Linked DNA regions of Mus musculus: regions 1, 2, 4, 5 and 6 are each linked to region 3. The links are chromatin contacts, called in public HiChIP or PLAC-seq and Micro-C maps. All regions are on one chromosome and are shown on one strand. Each heading gives the region's core, a stretch centred on a gene start, on an enhancer-like site or on the middle of the called end of the contact. The rest is flanking DNA. Distances are from core to core; before and after follow the strand shown. Region 1 holds the start of Abhd2 (abhydrolase domain containing 2). Region 2 has its middle 9.7 kb from the start of Gm24224. Region 3 holds the start of Aen (apoptosis enhancing nuclease). Region 4 has its middle 6.7 kb from the start of Gm39040. Region 5 holds the start of Fanci (Fanconi anemia, complementation group I). Region 6 has its middle 24 kb from the start of Gm39040.

Region 1 (2,700 bases), core at 89-2,588, 380 kb after region 3:
TCAAAGGCTGCTACTTGCTCACATTGCTTTGTTTGTTTGTGACAAGGCCTCATTGTGACAGAGGAGGACTCATTATGTAGCTTCAAAGTAAAGCAATCCTCCTGCCTCAGCTTCCTGCTGGAATAACAAACAGGAGACCGGTGCTGGCTCCTCCTCCTTGAGTTGGCTCATGCTTTCCTTGTCGGGGTCCGGAAATGTATTAAGAGAAAATTTAACATTGCTTCAAATCTAAATTCCTTCCTCTGGCTATGTGTTCCTTCTGTCTCCTGCCTCTTCTCTTGGAGCCACACTGCGTGCCTTGGCAGTGTGTCGGTGGCTGCCTCACTGGAGCTCCCTTTCGGGTTGTCAGTATTCTCTCCATCAGGCACGTGCCGTTGCGAACAGAGCCTCAGGTTCACAGAATGGTAGAACCCAGTCTAGGTGCATGGATGGAGAGGGTGAGTGATGAATAGCTAGTCTTGATAAACGCCCGTGGAACACCACGCACTGTACTGATCTTCTATCAGCAACCAGCACTTACCAAATATAGTCAGTGAGAACTCTAAAAGGCTAAAAGGCACGGCCAAGACTGCAGTCTGACTTCAAAGGTCACTTCTTCCAAGTGGCCTCCAACCACAAGGGCTGGTTAAAAGCTGAAAGATCATAGGGACTGTAACAGGTCCATAAAGTCCTGCATGTTCCCACCCACTTCCCTAGCTGAAAGAGGTCAAAGGCTGCTGCCTCCACCTCTTTGTCGCCTCCACCTCTTGCTTTCTGGTTTAGTGACTCACCACCTCTGCTCTACTAAGTTAGGACTCCACACTTCAAACACCTACGTCCTGAGCTACAGGTTCATCTTCCTGGGCACACCAGTGCTGAGAACCCCACGGCTGGGCTATCTCTTTCCCCAGTTCATCTCTATAAGACTCCGGACCTTTCTGCCCCAGAACTCAGAAAGCCATCACAATAGGCCCTCTCCTCTACTCCGTATCATCAACCATCAAACATAACCCATCCTTTAGCCGGCTCCCCTTATCCCGCCCCTCGGGGAGGACCTTACCCAATAGCATCTAGGCCCACTGGCTAAAGACATCAAAAGTAACCAATTATAGGAGAATTGCCCGCTAAGAATCTCCGCCTCCACCTTGAGGAGCAGTCCTACTGACCAATGGGCCACCATATAGACGCAACAAGCGCGATGAACAAATAGAGTGGCGGCTGGGTGATCCAATGGACACTGGGAGAGCCTTGCTTGGGGGCGTAGCAGAGGCGGTCGTCAGGGGCGTGGCGGCAGTTGCCTGGGCGGGGCCGGTAGCGGCGGGAGCTGCGCTGGCCAGGGGTTCCGGCTGTATTTCTATGAGCGCAGCCGGCAGCTGCGGAGCTGCGGGAACCGGACTCCGGGCGGGTTGGACTGCTGGAGTCAATGAGAGAAGGTAAGACCTCGGCTGGGCGAGTTCCACCAAACAGGGATCGCGCCTTGGATGCGTCGGGCCAGAACCCCGAGTTACCCGGTCCCCAGCGTGGCTCGGCCCATCGCGCCGCAGCTTGAGTGCTCCGGATCCGTGGGGACTGTTTGGGGGACTGTCACCTGGCACTGCGGGGATCTAGAGGGCCAGCTTGTCTGATGACGGGGCAGCCCAACCCATTGGTGGGATACGCCTTCCTAAAGGTCCTTTGTCCTCTCCTGCTCGAGGAACCGAGGTTGGGGACAAGGCCGACGGAGGCCTCCTGGCTGCCATCCCTCGCTCTGATCAATGCTGAAGTCTTGGTCCTGGGGGAGGTATCTGGCCGGCCAGACTCAGGGTAGAGAGTGCAGGATGCTGGAAACCTGAAAGGGCCTGACTACAAGCCCTTTCGATGGGCCGATGCATTTTGGGATCCCGGGGCTCACCTACGACCGATGGGTTCAAGTTGTAGGGAAGCAATTTTTGACCTACTTGGAGGCGCACTTTATTGAGCTTGTGGGGCAACTGTTCTAGGTGCTTCGTGGGCTTTCCCCACAAGATCTGTCCAGCAGCGCCCCGGGCTGCCTGCCAGGCCGAGCAGCCAGAGCATCGACCTTGGAAGTGCCTAGCCAGAGGCCAGATGATAGCCACCTGTCTGGGATGCTTAGGAAGGGGAGAATTGTATGAGCCATCTGTGAGGCCCTTCTCCATCCACCCATGCACTCTGAACAACATTTATTGACTGTATCGAGGATGGGACTTACCGGAGTTGGCTAGATTCCAAGGGGATGTTGAATACACCCATAATGATCTTTTTTGAGGTCTTAGCTCTCAAATGCATGTGTGCATGCCTGCGTACAAATGGAATAGATTATATTGAATGCTGAGTTAATCAAGTGGTTCACCTTAAGTGCGCAGTTGGGGGTTCCACTTTCTGGTTCCTCTTTTGTGGTGCCCTCACCTCCAGCTGGTCAAGTTTTACCTGGCCCAGAGGCAGGTTCCAAGAACAGGCTTGGGAGAGATTGCAGGATTGGCAGAGTCAACATGATCTGTGCCCAGAGCTTTTCAAGGACCATTGGGTTACAGTCACACTAAGCAGAATGCATTTCCCCTCCTCACTGCCTCCCCTCATTTGCTTGACTAGGAAGGACATAATCCTCTGAAGGTCGGGAAGCAGAAGAAATAATTATAACCCGCTTTACCCAGGTGAAGATAAATGAAGCTTTGTCCGGGTAGGCAGCCAAAAGCAGCTCAGTCCACGCTGCTGGCGGTCAGC
Region 2 (2,786 bases), core at 203-2,702, 470 kb after region 3:
GCCCGAGGCCATCTCTTCCCAAGTCCTGACAAAGCTTGGGTGCCCCCTTTTGTCATACTTAGGAGGAAGTGGGAGGTTGTCCTGGGAGCCTGGTCCAAGCAACAGGCCTGGAGGCCCACTGGGGAGAGGTGGAGCTGCCATACGCCTAGAGATCCAGGCCCTCCCTGGGGCTGGGGGAGGGGACGTGTACCAGCTGAAGCCTCCTTAGTGTGTCACTCTGAATGGCACTGGCATTCCATTTTGCTTCACATGAAATCAACTGAGGCTCTTTATTTAAGTTTTGGGCTCTCAGACATGGAAATGAGACCGTGACCGTGGCAGTCGGACAGGAAAATTCTTGTTTGGCCCTGAATGAGAGTACAGAGGCATGACTGTGGAGGTGCCAGCTTTGCCTAATGAATGGGAGGACAGCCCTCTATGTAGGTCGGCTGCTTTCCTTCCTCTGGGCTGCCTCGCTCTAGCGTTTAGAGAGTATTCTGTTTTTAAATCAAGGATATAAATTACATAGATGTAGACAATTCTGTGGCTGGAATAACATTAAGACCCAAGTGCGGAGTGCACCTATATTATTCCAGTTGTACTCCCTGCTTCCCAAATAATTGGAAACCATGGACTTCAGTCAAATTAGGATTACCTAGCATCAAAATGATGATCAAGACTGCCTAGTTAGCAGGGAAGCTTGCAGACTTGAACGCCCGTTCTTTCCTGCACCAACTTTGTGTCTTCCATGCCAGAGCAGAGTGAAGGTGGAAAACGTGTCAGTGTATCCCTCTCACGCCTGTGGTATCCTACACTCACAGGGAACCTTGGGATCTACTGAAACATTCCTCTAAGGGTGTCTTCCTTTATTCACATGGTGTTACAGAACCAGCGTCAGGAGACCTGGTTGCTCACCCCCACTGGCTCTGACTCATGCCGGACACACGGGCAAGTCACTTCACCTCTCTTGAACCTGTTACCTTGTTCTATAGCATCTCTGAGGCTGCTTCACTCACTTGTGAATCATTCTCTCCATCATTGTTAAGTGTGTCTGAAGTTGCACGTAGAAGGGAGTGAACCCTGACCCCTAAGCTCATCTTCATCTTAAGAGAGAGAAGGCGCGTGTGCATTCAACTTTTCCTAGTTAGGACACGAGGCAACATCCAAAACCCCGTCTCTGGCCTCTCTTCCTAGTCTTGACCGTCATGACCGTTTCCTTGCTATTCTGAGGGTAGTCTTGTGACTGTAGCGGGTGAGAGCCACAGTAATGAGGAGAGTGCCTCGGTCTTCAGTGTGACCAGGCTAAGGGTGGATGGTTGCCAAGCCAGAGGTCCTTCCTGGGCAGGCTCGCTCTGGCTCAGCTGAACCTTCTGGGTGGCTGAGCTTATCTGGCTGGCATCCGGATGAGAGCCCTCTTTGTAAGTGGCTGACTTGAGATAGAGTTTGCCAGGTCCGGAGATACAGAGCACGTGTTTATGTTTGCCCCGGAAGCAGGTGTTAGAGATGTGAGAGGCTTTTCTTTTCCTGTGGCCTTGATCCTGACTTGAGTGACAGTTTTAAAAGAAGGAGGAAGTGGGTGTGGGGGTGTGGAGACAGGACTTGTGGAGTTGAAGGAACCCCTGGGTTTTCTTCCTTTAGGCACATGAGAGAGTTCTTAGGAAGCATGTCACCTCAGCATCCTGTCACAGTATCATCTGGAATTGTTTTCTTTACCCACAAAGCCTTAACTTGCCTCTAGAAAATCCCCTGGTATGACAACATTGTGGCCTAAGAATTCAAACTCTTCTCCTATGAAAGTCTGAAGCAAAGCCACAGCCAAACCAGAGAATTTCCTCAGGTGGCCTGGAGGCTCCTATGACATCACCCCCACCTCTCACCCCAACAACATGAGTGATCTGGATCTAAGCCCCTCCACCCACCCGTCGTCTTGGCCTTACTCTCTTTCAAAGCCACATTAGATCACTCAAATGCTTCCAAAAGGGGCCTGCTTGGCATTTAGAGACCAAGCCATTGAGGGCCAAGTTTCTTCCACCTGTTAGCTAAGCAAAGGACAGTTGTCCCCTCTGCCTGGGGTCAATTTTCCCAAACTATGTTTATAGCTAAGGACACAGGAGCAGGCCCCTGCTGGCTAAGGAACCCCAACAGCATCCAGAGCAAAGGCTGCTCTGCTGGCCTTGCTGCCTCCAGGTGCTACAGCCCAGCATCCTCCTGAAGTGGTCCTTAGCAACAGGCTACAGAGTACAGCTTGCCAACTATCCCCAGACACCCAGAACACAGACAGCTGTCTCCTTTGGAAGAGTCTGTCTGCCATGTTTTCCAGCTGTTTTTTTCCTAGCGTATACATAGGTAGAGCTTTCACCAATGCCTAATAAAGAAGCTGAAATCAATTTCTAATTGGTAGATTAAGACTGACATGGCGAGGTTCAGAAAATTCACAACTTTTTACTAGACTCCTGTCAATTAGGAAATCTATAACTGGTCCCCATTAGCCAAGTAATCTTCTGTTGCCATAAATTGGGGACAGTCCATTTCTAGCGCCTATAGGATCACCCTTAGTCTCGGTGGGCATTCTGCCCCCCAGACCACAGACACAGAGCAGTCAACATCACCTGAAATCATTGCTGACCTCCTCGGTCCCCAGGGCCAACCGCCACTCTCCCAGGCTGCTCTCCTGAGGGAACCTGGTTCCTGGTGATAGGAGCTGGGCTCGCTTTGGTCTTCATTCTGGCCTCTTTAGTTTTCCTAAAGCACAAATCCATGTAGTGCCCTGTTACCTCTCCACACCCATTCCAGGTGACCTGGCTCTC
Region 3 (3,006 bases), core at 285-2,784:
TCCGCCATGGCTGAACATCCCACAGCCGCTCACTTGCAGCTTGACCAGTTGTGAGTGTCTGTGTTAGGGGCTACCCACCGCACAAAGAAACTTCTCTAATGAGGTCTGGGGCTGCACCAGCAGAATGTTTGAGTATACGGATTTTAAGGGCAGATTGATGCTGTCAGTTTAGCAAAATAGTAGATTTGCTTCTGGGGCCCATGAGCTCCTCCGGCTTTCCCTTTTTAAACTTACTTTTAAAAACCTGTTTTGTGTGTAAGTGTGTGTGTGCATGGAGGGGCAGGGGCTGAACACACATATGCAGGCTAAAGGACAACTTCAGGGACTTTCTTTCTTTCTTTCTTTCTTTCTTTTTTTTTGGTTTTTCGAGACAGGGTTTTTCTATGTAGCCCTGGCTGTCCTGGAACTCACTCTGTAGACCAGGCTGGCCTCGAATTCAGAATCTGCCTGCCTCTGCCTCCCATGTGCTGGGATTAAAGGCGTGGGCCACCACCGCCTGGCTCAGGGAGTTTCTTGTTGATTGGGGTATCTCGTTTCTGCCTACCCTAGCTGGCCAGAGAGCTCCAGTTAGTTTTTCTGTCTCCATATATCATCTAACTGTAGGAGTTACTGAGGTCACAGATAAATACCACTGCATCTGGCTCGCCTGCCCTCCCTCCGTCTTCTTCTTCCTCTGTCTCTCCCTCTCCCCCTCTCTACCTCTCTCCTCTGCGTAGCTTTGGCTATCTTGGAACTTGCTCTGTACACCAGTCTGTCCTGGAACTCGGAGATCTACCCGCCTCTGCCTCCGGAGTGCTGGGATCAAAGGTGTGTGCAACCACGCCCAGAGCTGCCTAGGCTAAGAAGGTTCAGGGATCAAATTCAGATTGTCAGGATTACAGAGAGAGCAAGCACCTTTTTTACCGCTGAGCAACTCTCCCATTCCTAAAAAAAAAAAATCACAAAGGAATACTTAAGATGAGTGTGGTGGCAAAACGCGTGATCCCAGCACTAGGGTGGCAGAGGCAAGAGGCTCATTCACAGCTAACACAGAAAAAGCGAGGACATTATGTGAACTTGACACTAGAAAAAAAAAAAAAAGAAAATGAGAGGACAGCTTGAGATCCTGTCTCAAAAAACAAAACAAAAAATAAACAAACAAAAAACCCAAATCAAATAAATATTGAAAAAGCAGTGCAGAAGAAGCAAACCTGATTTTTTTTCCCCCAAGTTTAACGAATACTGTATTATTTCACGGACTTCTCACAACCCCAAGCCTGGAGGGGCTGCAGTTCCCCGAGGCAGATCGGGATGTGCTCTTTGAGGCTTTAAGTCTTTGAAGGTTGCGGTTCACTAGGCGTCGGGTCAGAAACCGGACGTTCCATTCGGTTTTATGCTAACCTCCTAAACGCTGCCCTATCCCGGCGCAGGCCACGCCCTCTTCCTTCGGTAGCCCCACCCCTTCCAGTTGGCACACTTACTGAGGAGGAGCAGGATCAACCAATCAGAAGAGTCCTTAGGCGGGCGCTACGCCCCAGAGAACCAATAGACAGGTAGCCGAAGCCGGGCTTGTCCGGGCAAGGAGCTTCCGCACCCGGCAAGGGTTCCACGTGAAACCTGGGAAAGCGCGGCCGGGTTTTCAGGTGAGCTAGGGGACGGCCACAGGGAGTCCCGGGCCGCCCGTTTCTGTCGCCAGCCGCCTGTGGCTCTCGGGACGGGTTGGTTTGCAACTAGGCCGGGGCGCGGCCTCACGTGGTCCTGGCCGGACTCGGGGCCGGTGGGCCTCAGGGGACGGCGCGGACGTTGAGCGTCCTCTGGACGCCTCAGCTGGTGAGCGCGGACTGTCCTCGTACTTTTGTTTTGTTTTGTTTAAAATTGGTCTGGTAAGCTTTTGGGCAGCATCGGGGACCTTTATTGCGCCACCCTTTCTCAAACTGGGATGATTATCGCAATCGTGACTTGAGGGTGGGATCTCGGGTCCTAATCCCCAAACTTTGCCTTCTACCTAGAACGGTTGATGCCATCCGGTTACTTTGTGCTAGAACAGGGTCTCGACAGACAGACAGAGACCTGGGCATGGCAGGCAGGGCATGGCAGGTGGGGCCCTTATGACAGTGACGTTTCTGGCTTTGTAGCTTCTTGGGAGCCTTCTCATCTGGAATCCTCTTGGGTCAGGGACCCTCACTTGAAGGCCACGTGCCTACCATACTGACCAGAGTTAAGATATGGAATATTTGTACGTGGCCTTGTTGAAAGGACTGTGTCCTCTTCTCTCCAACTAAGCTGAGCTCCATTCAGGGCTGCAGGCTGTGGACGTTCTCTTTGTAATTGTTGGTTCTGACATGTTCACAGGGTGAGGGACTATAGGAAATGGCTGCTTTTTATCTCTTAACACAAATACAAAAGTACAGAGACTTTTTCTCAAGGGGACCTGATTTTAGCTTCTTTCAGACCTTGCCGGCAGGGACAGGAAAGTCTATGATCAGCAGGGTTAGCACAGGTCTTCTTAGCCAGATTTTCTCCCTTTGAGGTGTGGTTTGTGGAAATGAGGAGGTTGCTGACAACCTGTTTTTAAAAGAGGGGGTGCTATTTGGAGAGTGAACGAGCAAGCTGAGAGCCATTGAGTCAGCATGGGTCACTGGGCCTCCCCCTGGCTAAGTGGACCTTTACTCACACACATGCTGGCATCAGCAAACACAGGACTGGTCTTTCCTCCTATCTTACTGCTACTTACCCTGTGTCTTGATTAGGGGTTTACTGCTGTGAACAGACACCGTGACCAAGGCAACTGTTACAAGGACAACATTTAATTGGGGCTGGCTTACAGGTTCTGAGGTTCAGTCCATTATCATGGTGGGAGCATGGCAGCATCTAGGTAGGCATGGTGCAGAAGGAGCAGAGAGTTCTATATCTTCATCTAAAGGCAGATAGAAGACTGGCTTCCAGGCAGCTAGGATGAGAGTCTTAAAGCCCACGCCCACAGTGACACTCCTCTAACAAGGCTAGACCTCCTAATAGCGCCACTCC
Region 4 (2,782 bases), core at 271-2,770, 360 kb after region 3:
TTTTAATGTTTCTTGTTTAAGATTCATTTATTTCTATGTATGTGAGTACACTGTAGCTTATCTTCAAACTGTCGCTGTCTTCAGACACTCCAAAAGAGGGCATGGGATCCCACTGCAGATGGTTGTGAGCCACCATATGGTTGCTGGGAATTGAACTCAGGACCTCTAGGAAGAGCAATCAGTGCTCTTAACCATCTCTCCAGCCTTTATTTAGGGGTTTTAAAATTGGTGTTGAGACCAAGTTTCACTATGAAGCCTGGCCTGAGACTCACAATCCTCCTGCAGAATTGCAGGCCTGTGCCACCATGCCCCATCAGTGCCTCTTAGAACTCTGAGAAGCATAGAGTCTATGTTAATTAACTAGAGTGCTCATAAGAAACACTTGGTTCTTTACACATTTTTATTGAATAAACTCGTCAGTGATGCAGCCTTCATGAATCCATGCTGAGGAGTGAGCCACACATGAGAAGGTGGAGTGTAGGTTTGGGGGTCAATAACATAAAAAGCCATGTTTGTGCATCTTCAGATCATGGGAGCCTTCTGCTGCTTCCATCTTCTCCCATAAGGACCACTATCCTGAACTTGTGTTAGCATACTTTTCTCTATGATTTTATCATATGAGAATATCCCCTGTTCCATCTCGAATTCCATCTGGAAGGAATCTGTAGGAGAGGCAGAGGGCACTCCAGGATCCCAGTCTGCCTTGTTCCACCCTAGGCTCCTACCGCGACGCTCTTCTCATCGTAGGCCCATGGTCCATAGACTGGAACCTCCAAACCGTGAGCCAAAATAAACCCTTCCTATTTATAATTTTATTGTTTCAGACATTTCATTACAGTGCAGGAAGACTATAACCACACCCCTCGCTCCCCTTCTGTGGTTGTCAGCAAGCCTTGGCATTGTTGGGTTTGTAGATACCTCACCCTGCTCTACATGATCACTTGGCATCTCCCCTTGTCTCAGTTTCTACATCAGTGTCGACATTCAAATCTTCTTTTCTTCTTTTATTTTTTTAAAAGGATCATTTATTATATTTTATGCATGTGAGTACACTGTCTTCACCAAAAGAGGGCATGGGATCCCGTTACAGATGATTGTGAGCTACCATGTGGTTGCTGGGAATTGAACTCAGGACCTCTAGGAAGAGCAGTCAGTGTTCTTAGCCACTGAGCCATGTCTCCAGCCCCTCATCTTCTTTTAAAGACATTCATCTTTCACTGAAGGCCTGTGATCCCAAGCCAGCAAGACTATAGCTTAATTTATCATCGATTGCAATGGTTCTATCCCAAAATGATCAAGATACAATCTTTTTAAAATGGGATACAATTCAACCACAGGCATCTTTATCTCCAAGCCCTCCTCCTGCCCTGTCTCCTGGAGGCAATCAAGAGGATAGCTCCCTGCTCACAAACAAATGGCAGGTACTAGAGGCTTTTCCCAAGCCAAAGAGAGAGCAAAAGCACAAAGGCACATTGCACTGCACATGAGCCTTGGCAGGGAATGGAGCCCTGTGGGATGGAGCCAAGGAGCTGTGGGCTACCAGGGTGGCTGAGGCAGCCTGTGCTGAGACAGTTTGCTCTGGTGTCCTCAGTTGAGCCCTGAGCACACTGATATGATAGCACAACTATATTAGTCATCGCTCTCCTCCAGACACCATACTATCTGAGAAACATGAGTATGTTCTGATGTCACTGTGTTTACAGCAATTAGGGTTGGAATAAACAAAGAAGCAAAAAGGTTAGAAGCTCGTGACTTTCCACTCTAACACCAGAGGGTGGAGTTTAGAGGGTGGAGGGCGGAGGGTGGAGGGTGGAGGATGGTATCTGCACAGGGCCCTACAGCAGCTGAGCCTAACACTCCCCCTAAAAGCCCCATCATTTACTGTCCAAGCTCTTCTGTTTGACCTCTGGAAGGTGGCACATCATAGAATAGAGGGATCTCAGGGTCTGTCTCTTCATAAATACTCAGCAATTGTGTGACAAATGAAAGAATTCTTCAGCAAATGGATAAACACGTAAATGAAAGAAACTCCCATGGGATTCTTCACCCACAAATTCTGTGTGTGTGTGTGTGTGTGTGTGTGTGTGTGTGCGTGTGCACGCACATGTACAGATATGCATACATGCGTGAGTGCTTGCATGTACAGAAGCGATCCATGACTTCAGATGGTCATATTTGTCTTTCTTAGAGAGGGTCTCATTATATATCTTAGGCTGTCCTGGAGCTAACGATCCTCCTGCCTCCACCTCCCAAGAGCTGGGATCATGTAGCAACCAACCCACTCTCCTGGGGAGTCTCCCTTGGACTAACTGGAGAGCCTGAATCTTTGTGGTGGGCTTCTTTCGGAGTACCACGTGCACGTTTGGCTTCTCATGTTCTACACTGACCGTGGTTTGTCAGAACATGGATGGACTCACCTGTGCGGGTCTAATGGGCACAGGTCAAACTCTCTTGATAACAAACTACATAAAACTTAGGTCCCATGAAATCCATTTGATCTGCTGAAGGGCTCAGGTCAGAAAGTCAAACAAGAACTAGAAAGGGTGGTTAACTTTTGCCCCAAGCCAAGACTGACTCAGCAGCGGGGGCTACAGTCATCTGCAGGCATCTTCACCCACATGTCTGCTGGCTTGGCTGAAGCCCCAGCTGGGCTGTCAGCCCAAACACCTACTCCTAGTCTCCGCATGTGGCCTCTCCACACGGGCTAGTTTGGGTTCCTTCAAACCAGCTGGTAGCTAGGATCCAAGAAAAGTTTCCCACAAACGTAAGCGCAAGCACCCAG
Region 5 (3,025 bases), core at 6-2,505, 500 kb after region 3:
CCTGGTCTACAAAGTGAGTTCCAGGACAACCAGAGCTATACAGAGAAACCCTGTCTCAAAAAACCAAAAAAAAAAAAAAACAACAACAACAAAAAAAAGTTAATGTTAATAAAAAAACAGGTAGCCAGGCAATGGTGGCACATGCCTTTAAACCCACCATTGGGAGGCAGTGGCAGGTGGATTTCTGAGTTCGAGGCCAGTCTGATCTACAAATTGAATTCCAGGACAGCTAGGGATATACAGAGAAACCCTGTCTCAAAACAAAACAAAAACCAAAAATTAATAAATAAAATAAATTAAAAACAGGTACTATGTTATTCATGTATCGGGGTAGACATTCATACAAACAATTTAATAAGTGTTATTAGATGCACACATGGAATGCTTATTTAATCTGTATAGATTGTTAACAGATTTACAGCTGAATGGTGCAGTCCTAGAAGGAGTTTGGAACTAGAAGGAGTTTGGAAGGAAGGTTTTGTGGGAAGATGGGATGAAGCCATCTGTTTCTTTAGTGAAGTAAAGGATTCCCCTCAGGGATCGCCCTCACCCTCAGCTGCTGGTTTTTAACAACTTCTCATATTTCAGTGTGGAGACCTAAATGTAGAAGAGTGATTCCCGAGAGGAATCCTTTGCTTCACTAAATAGTAATGCCTCTGCTTCTCCTCTACCATCCTAAGCACCTTCACATGCTTAGCTAGCCAGGAGCTTGTTGATTCTGGGCACTGTGCACAAGCTGCACCCTCAATCTAAAGTAGAATTTCGGTCCACTGCTTCATTGATCTTGACGGTGCACTCAGGTGGTTATTTACGAATGTATTGAACATTCACTGCTTCTGGGACGGACGGACACACACACTCACACTCACACTCACTCTCACTCACTCACTCACTCACTCACTCACTCACTCACTCACTCACTCACTCACTCACTCACTCACTCACTCATGCGGGCGCGCGCGAGGTGCTTCCGATGCAAAAGACCTGACCCTCCATCAATTGGTTCAATCTCTTCTGCACTGACTTCAACTACAGAGCTCTAAGAAAGCTTAACCCGGCCATACCATAACGCGCATGCTACTCTGAGGTTCCCCCCAAAGCGTGTGAGCCGGTTGCACCTCCCTCTCCCGCGAATTTGGGCCATCATCTCCGCAAAGATTCCCCCACTTTGTCATCTAAAATGGTACGCCCTACAGAGTTAGGAAGTCGGAAGTGCACCTCGGGGGCGGGACCTGTTGCTCTGGGCAACGGAAGTGCGGCTGCGTGGAGTAGAGCGGGAATTTTGGAAGGATCCCGAGCTGAGGTTGAGGTGACTGTTCAGGGTCTGTGCTTACAAGGAGGGAGGAAGTGGGACGGTGAGGACAGGCAGGGTCCCCTTGCGACGTGGCGTCCCGCCGTGCCTGGTTTCTGCGCAGGGGTCGGGGACATCAGCTTTGGCGGGTTTTTGCGAGGCTCGCTCCGTTCTGCCCTCCCTATTGGCCCTGCCCTGCAGTGTCAGCGCCTGCTTCTGGAGGGTCCCGCAGCCGGGTTTCGCGCGTGGAGCCCAGTGCCAGTGGGAAGAGAGGCCATTGACTTCGCATAGGATAGGCAGGATACTCAAGACGTGCACTGTCGAGCAGAACGGAGCTCCAAAAGCTAACGACCCCACCAGATGTTTTATTTAATTTCTCCATTTACATAGCGTTTATTTTAATATACAAAGCAATCACCCAGCCACCACTATAAGCACTTAGTATATTTTCGGCACCGTATATAGAAGTTAAGGTAGTAAAATCTACATTAGCTGCCTTATTTTATAGTTTCTGTTTCCTTTTAGTTTTGTTTTTGAGTCAGTGTCTTATATTGGCTACAGAGTGTGCCTGGTCATGTTTCCACCTGAGTGCTGGGATTACAGGAGAGCATCAACATGCTAGGTGTATACAAGTCTAGGGTTATGACGTCATCCAGCCCAGGGCGGCAGGCCTGCTAGGCAGTTCTACCGGCAGAGTTACGCCCTCTGGCCCACATCAGATATTTCTTATGTCCTTAATATAAGCTTGTTACTGTGCTCAAGATAACGATAAACCAAACTGGAAATACTCATGGAACTGTAGACCAGTGGGGGACCTAGCCATTAATTTAAAATGTAATATTAGAACTTGCCGGGGGAGGGAGGGGGGCTGGTGAGATGTCCCAGCAGTTAAGAGCATTGACTGTTCTTCCAGAGGTCCTGAGTTCAATTCCCGACAACCACCTGGTGGCTCACAACCATCTATAGGAGGATCTGATGCCCTCTTCAGGCAGGGGGATGTATATGCAGCAGAGCACTCATACATCAAATAAAATTGTTTAAAAAGTTAGTGACATTGTGGAAGGAATTTCACTGGTGTTTGTAGAGGAGGTAACACCGGAGCATCTGAGAGAGAGTGAGTTGAGCCGAGGTCTGAAGACTTTGTAGAAATTGAGAGCAAGGATGGGTATCTTTGTTTCAGATGAGAAATCGTTTATAAGGGTGTTGGGGATTTGAAGGACAGAAAACAATTTATTGTTCTTAGAAGAGTGATAAAATCAGAAACAGAATTAGCTCTGTGTACCTTTTCACGACCTCCGGCTTGGGTGGTGGTTACGTGCATAAGAACATCCTTGGTAGAGAAGGAGTGAAACCCAGCATGAAGCACCCCAGCTTCAGAGTGGCTTAGAGCTGTGGAGAAGCTCGCTGCGTTTGTAGACTTTGGGTCTGGTTGATTCCACTATCTGATTTTTTTTTTCTAATTCCTTATTTAACATTAAAAAGAAAGAATAGAGTGATGAAGGAAGTTAAGCGAGGGCTTAGACCCTGCAGGACCTGCTCTCTGCGGCCAGAAGAGAGTGCCATGCAGTTGTGAGCCATCTGATGTGGTGCTAGGCATGGAATTCAGCAACTCTGGGATAGCAGGGAAGGCTCAGTACTGAGCCATCTCTCCTGTCCCAGGACTCTGAGCTTGTGTGCGTGTGTGTGTGTGTGTGTGTGTGTGTACGTGTACGTGTGTACGTGTGTACAAGCGCG
Region 6 (2,970 bases), core at 332-2,831, 330 kb after region 3:
CTAAGTCTCTTCCCGCCTCCACCCAGTTATAGCAAATAACAGAGTATACAAGCTGAGTAATCCAGTATGAGACCAGCACACGGCTCTCCACGGCAACGCAGACATATGTACTGTGTAGCGCACACCTGCAATGCTAGCACAGGGGAGGCAGAGATGGGTAGGTGGGCATCAGCAAGGTCAAGGCCAGCCTGATCTCCAGAGGGAGTACCAGCCAGGGCTGGGTAGCAAGACCATGACCCCTCAAAATTTTTAAAAGATATTTATTTATTTACAATTATTTATATGTATGTGTGTTTGCCTTTGTGAGCATGTGTGCACCTTGTAGGTATAGGAACCCTCAAAGGTCAGAAGCCATTTTCTTTTTATCATATTAACATACAGGTGATTGTGAACCACAATGTGGGTGCCAGAAACCAAACTCAAACCCCTTTGCAAGAGCAGCAAGTGCTCTCGCCCTCTGAGCCATCTCTCCAAGCTCTCCCCACCATCCCAGTTTTTATTTTAAATTGACTGTGTTTTATACGATAGAATTTGCATAGCCCAAAATAAAATTTAAGACAATTTCATTTAAGGTGGCATCAAAAAATTAGATTTTTTTCATATTTTAGACGAGGTCTCACTTTGTAGTCCTGACTAGCCTGAAGGTTGGCTTTGGGATTGTCCTGCCTATGCCACCAAAGTGCTGGAATAAAGGCTTGTGCCACCACAGTCAGCAGGAATTACTTCCAATGACAAAATGTAAAATGCTCTAGGAGCCAGGGAGATGGCTCAGTGAGTAAACCTGTCTGCTGCCAAGCTTAAGGACCTGAGTTCAAGCCTTGGGACTTACACAAGCAAAGACTTTTTAAAAATGTGCCATAAAAGACCAAGTATATGGAAAGATATCCTCTGTTCATAGATCAGAAGACTTCCTTGGAGAACACCTTTTGTTTGGGTTTGCTGTGGTGATGGTAGTAGTGATGATGATCGTGGTGGTGGTGGTGATGAAGGTGGTGTTAATGGGCTTGTTATTGCTGCTGTTTTGGGTTGGGCCCTGCTAATCAAGGTCCAAGTTTTGTCTGGACAGCTCTCTTGAGCTTGGTACAAAATGGAGAACTACCTTTACCAGCAGGGCTTCTCCTTCTCTGACCTTGTCTGGCGAGCTCCTAACCCCTACCCTCTCTACCTGCAGAATGTCACGTAGCCTTGGCGAGATTATAGGTTCAGTTTCCTTCCCAATGAGAACCTGCCACCTGGAATTCCTGGAATGCCTCTCGATACAAACGAGGCATTATTCCATACCCTAAACTGTAGTCAACGATATTAACCCACCCACCTAGAAATCCCTTGCCCTTTTCCCAAAACTATATAACCCTTGATTCATCCCGACTGAAGTTGAGCTGCCCCTCTGAAGGCGATCCTGGAAGCAGTCATTTCTGTCCTACTCCCAGGTCATCTGAAACCCTGGTAGTCAATTCTGCTCCCTTTGTCTTCTTGGGGCAGTGGAGAAGGGAGAAGGGAGAAGGGAGGAGCACAGTTTTGCTCTGTCTTTGTTTTGGAATTTGGTCTTGTATGGGTCGGGAGGGGCCTTGAACTCCTTACCTAGCTAAGGGTGACCTTGAACTTCTGATCCTCTTGAGCACTGGAATTACAGAGGTGCCACCATGAGCAGTCTTAGGTGGTGCTGGGTATTAAACCTAGGACTTTGAGCAATGTGAACAAGTAATCTCTACTAGTTAAGCTACACCCCATCCCAGAGGCTTGCCTTGTTAAGATGCCAGTGCTGCTCAAATTAATGTTCAAATTCAATACAACATGCCTTAGTTTATCTTGTGTTGCTACAACAAAATACCCAAGTCTGGGTAGTTTATAAGTCAAGAAATTTATTTTTCTCTTAATTCAGGTATTAACAGTTCTCAAGAGTATGTCATTGGCATCCAGGTAAGTGAATCCTGGTTGCATCACAAGATGGGTGTCTTGGTTAGGGTTTTACTGCTGTGAACAGACACCATGACCAAGGTAACTCTCATAAGGACAACATTTAATTGGGGATGGCTCACAGGCTCAGAAGTTCTGTCCATTCTTATCAAGGCGGGAACATGGCAGTATCCAGGCAGGCATGGTGCAGGAAGGTCCTGAGACCTTACACCAGGATTCCAGCTTCCTGCTTTATGAAACTTGACAAGCAGACCCAAACATTTACATGCCCACATAAAAATAAAATCTGAAATAGCTAAAACAATTTTGAAAAAGAAGAAGAAAGAGGGAGGGTGCATATTTTCTGATTTTTAAAATATATTACAAATCTACGGGCTGGCCCAATGGCTGGGCAGGTAAAAGGCGTTTGTCTTCAGATTTGTAACCTGAGTTCCACAGGGACATTCAAGGAAGGAGAGAGACAGCTCCTGTACACTGTCTTGTGACCTCAAAGGGGCACCGTGAAATGCATGTATCCATACCACACTATATTATAAAAGAATACATTTAAAAAGTGGTGTTATAAAAAACAGAAAAGACAATCCACGGGATAGAAGAAAATAGTTTTACATCGTGTGTCTAAAAAGAATCTAATATTGTATAAGGAACTCATCATTCAATGACAATAAAATAATTCTGTGTAAAAGTAGACAACGTGGGGCTGGAGAGATGGCTCAGCGGGTAAGAGCACTGGCCAGAGAACTGGATTCAATTCCCAGTACCCACACGTGGCTCAAAACCATCTGCCAAAATTCCAATTCCAGGGGATCCACCATCTTCTCCTGGCCTCCGTGAGTATACACACACGCAGATAAAAACATGTACACAAAATAAAGTACTATTTTGTGATTTTAAAATGGACCCTGGTTTCGAAAAGCTATTTATCACAGAACAAAATACAAATAGCAATCCACACAGACACAGCAGAGACGTCCCAGGTCAGTCACTGAGGAAAGAGAAGTCAGTCACACCCTGTGAATGGTTCCAAGCAAAAAGACAGGTGTCTTCCTAGGG

What was found. Hi-C and Micro-C count contacts between places; a contact is called where the count stands out from the background. HiChIP or PLAC-seq counts read pairs in DNA pulled down with a chosen protein or histone mark.
Region 1: a FOXA1 HiChIP or PLAC-seq map of pancreatic cancer cells shows a contact between it and region 3. The contact joins the promoter of Abhd2 here to the promoter of Aen in region 3. A contact is called at or near these places in 7 of 39 promoter capture datasets (the C10 cell line, the HPC-7 cell line, embryonic stem cells and 2 more), 1 of 484 Hi-C or Micro-C datasets (regulatory T cells), 11 of 115 datasets of contacts at active chromatin or transcription factors (bone marrow-derived macrophages, embryonic basal ganglia, embryonic stem cells and 6 more) and 3 of 9 other capture datasets (adipose tissue, liver and macrophages).
Region 2: a contact with region 3 is called in an H3K4me3 HiChIP or PLAC-seq map of embryonic forebrain, with 4 times the contacts expected there. The contact joins the enhancer-like site here to the promoter of Aen in region 3. A contact is called at or near these places in 1 of 39 promoter capture datasets (the HPC-7 cell line), 13 of 115 datasets of contacts at active chromatin or transcription factors (the NIH/3T3 cell line, astrocytes, bone marrow-derived macrophages and 7 more) and 1 of 9 other capture datasets (liver).
Region 4: a FOXA1 HiChIP or PLAC-seq map of pancreatic cancer cells shows a contact between it and region 3. The contact joins the enhancer-like site here to the promoter of Aen in region 3. A contact is called at or near these places in 2 of 39 promoter capture datasets (the HPC-7 cell line and erythroid cells), 6 of 115 datasets of contacts at active chromatin or transcription factors (embryonic stem cells, forebrain, pancreatic cancer cells and 1 more) and 2 of 9 other capture datasets (adipose tissue and liver).
Region 5: a Micro-C map of embryonic stem cells shows a contact between it and region 3, with 4 times the contacts expected there. The contact joins the promoter of Fanci here to the promoter of Aen in region 3. A contact is called at or near these places in 2 of 39 promoter capture datasets (liver and pre-B cells), 3 of 484 Hi-C or Micro-C datasets (embryonic stem cells, muscle stem cells and regulatory T cells), 2 of 115 datasets of contacts at active chromatin or transcription factors (embryonic stem cells and forebrain) and 1 of 9 other capture datasets (liver).
Region 6: an H3K4me3 HiChIP or PLAC-seq map of embryonic stem cells shows a contact between it and region 3, with 6 times the contacts expected there. The contact joins the enhancer-like site here to the promoter of Aen in region 3. A contact is called at or near these places in 4 of 115 datasets of contacts at active chromatin or transcription factors (embryonic limb bud, embryonic stem cells, extraembryonic endoderm stem cells and 1 more) and 2 of 9 other capture datasets (liver and pancreatic islet).

Annotation. Positions count from the first base shown.
Region 1 is chr7:79,271,928-79,274,627 of GRCm38.p6, forward strand. It overlaps Abhd2 (abhydrolase domain containing 2), which reads left to right and starts at 1,339. Exons shown (of 11, transcript NM_018811.6): 1 at 1,339-1,412. Gm31510 (predicted gene, 31510) reads right to left here and starts at 1,102. Exons shown (of 2, transcript NR_169073.1): 1 at 1,040-1,102.
Region 2 is chr7:79,362,134-79,364,919 of GRCm38.p6, forward strand. No RefSeq gene overlaps it. Among named protein-coding and RNA genes, the nearest start is that of Gm24224, 9.7 kb to the left of the region's middle. Within about 2 kb of position 1,453, at least 137 of the 459 cell types and tissues checked have an H3K27ac peak or open chromatin away from gene starts, as enhancers often do. A contact at or near this core is called in the HPC-7 cell line, astrocytes, embryonic forebrain and 3 more, where this site is marked.
Region 3 is chr7:78,894,393-78,897,398 of GRCm38.p6, forward strand. Aen (apoptosis enhancing nuclease) reads left to right here and starts at 1,535. Exons shown (of 4, transcript NM_026531.5): 1 at 1,535-1,622. Gm39039 (a long non-coding RNA gene) reads right to left here and starts at 1,390. Exons shown (of 2, transcript XR_882236.1): 1 at 1,191-1,390.
Region 4 is chr7:79,252,886-79,255,667 of GRCm38.p6, forward strand. No RefSeq gene overlaps it. Among named protein-coding and RNA genes, the nearest start is that of Gm39040, 6.7 kb to the left of the region's middle. Within about 2 kb of position 1,521, at least 45 of the 459 cell types and tissues checked have an H3K27ac peak or open chromatin away from gene starts, as enhancers often do. A contact at or near this core is called in liver and pancreatic cancer cells, where this site is marked.
Region 5 is chr7:79,391,083-79,394,107 of GRCm38.p6, forward strand. Fanci (Fanconi anemia, complementation group I) reads left to right here and starts at 1,256. Exons shown (of 38, transcript NM_145946.2): 1 at 1,256-1,309. It also overlaps a transcript of Rlbp1 not described here.
Region 6 is chr7:79,221,625-79,224,594 of GRCm38.p6, forward strand. No RefSeq gene overlaps it. Among named protein-coding and RNA genes, the nearest start is that of Gm39040, 24 kb to the right of the region's middle. Within about 2 kb of position 1,582, at least 8 of the 459 cell types and tissues checked have an H3K27ac peak or open chromatin away from gene starts, as enhancers often do. A contact at or near this core is called in embryonic stem cells, where this site is marked.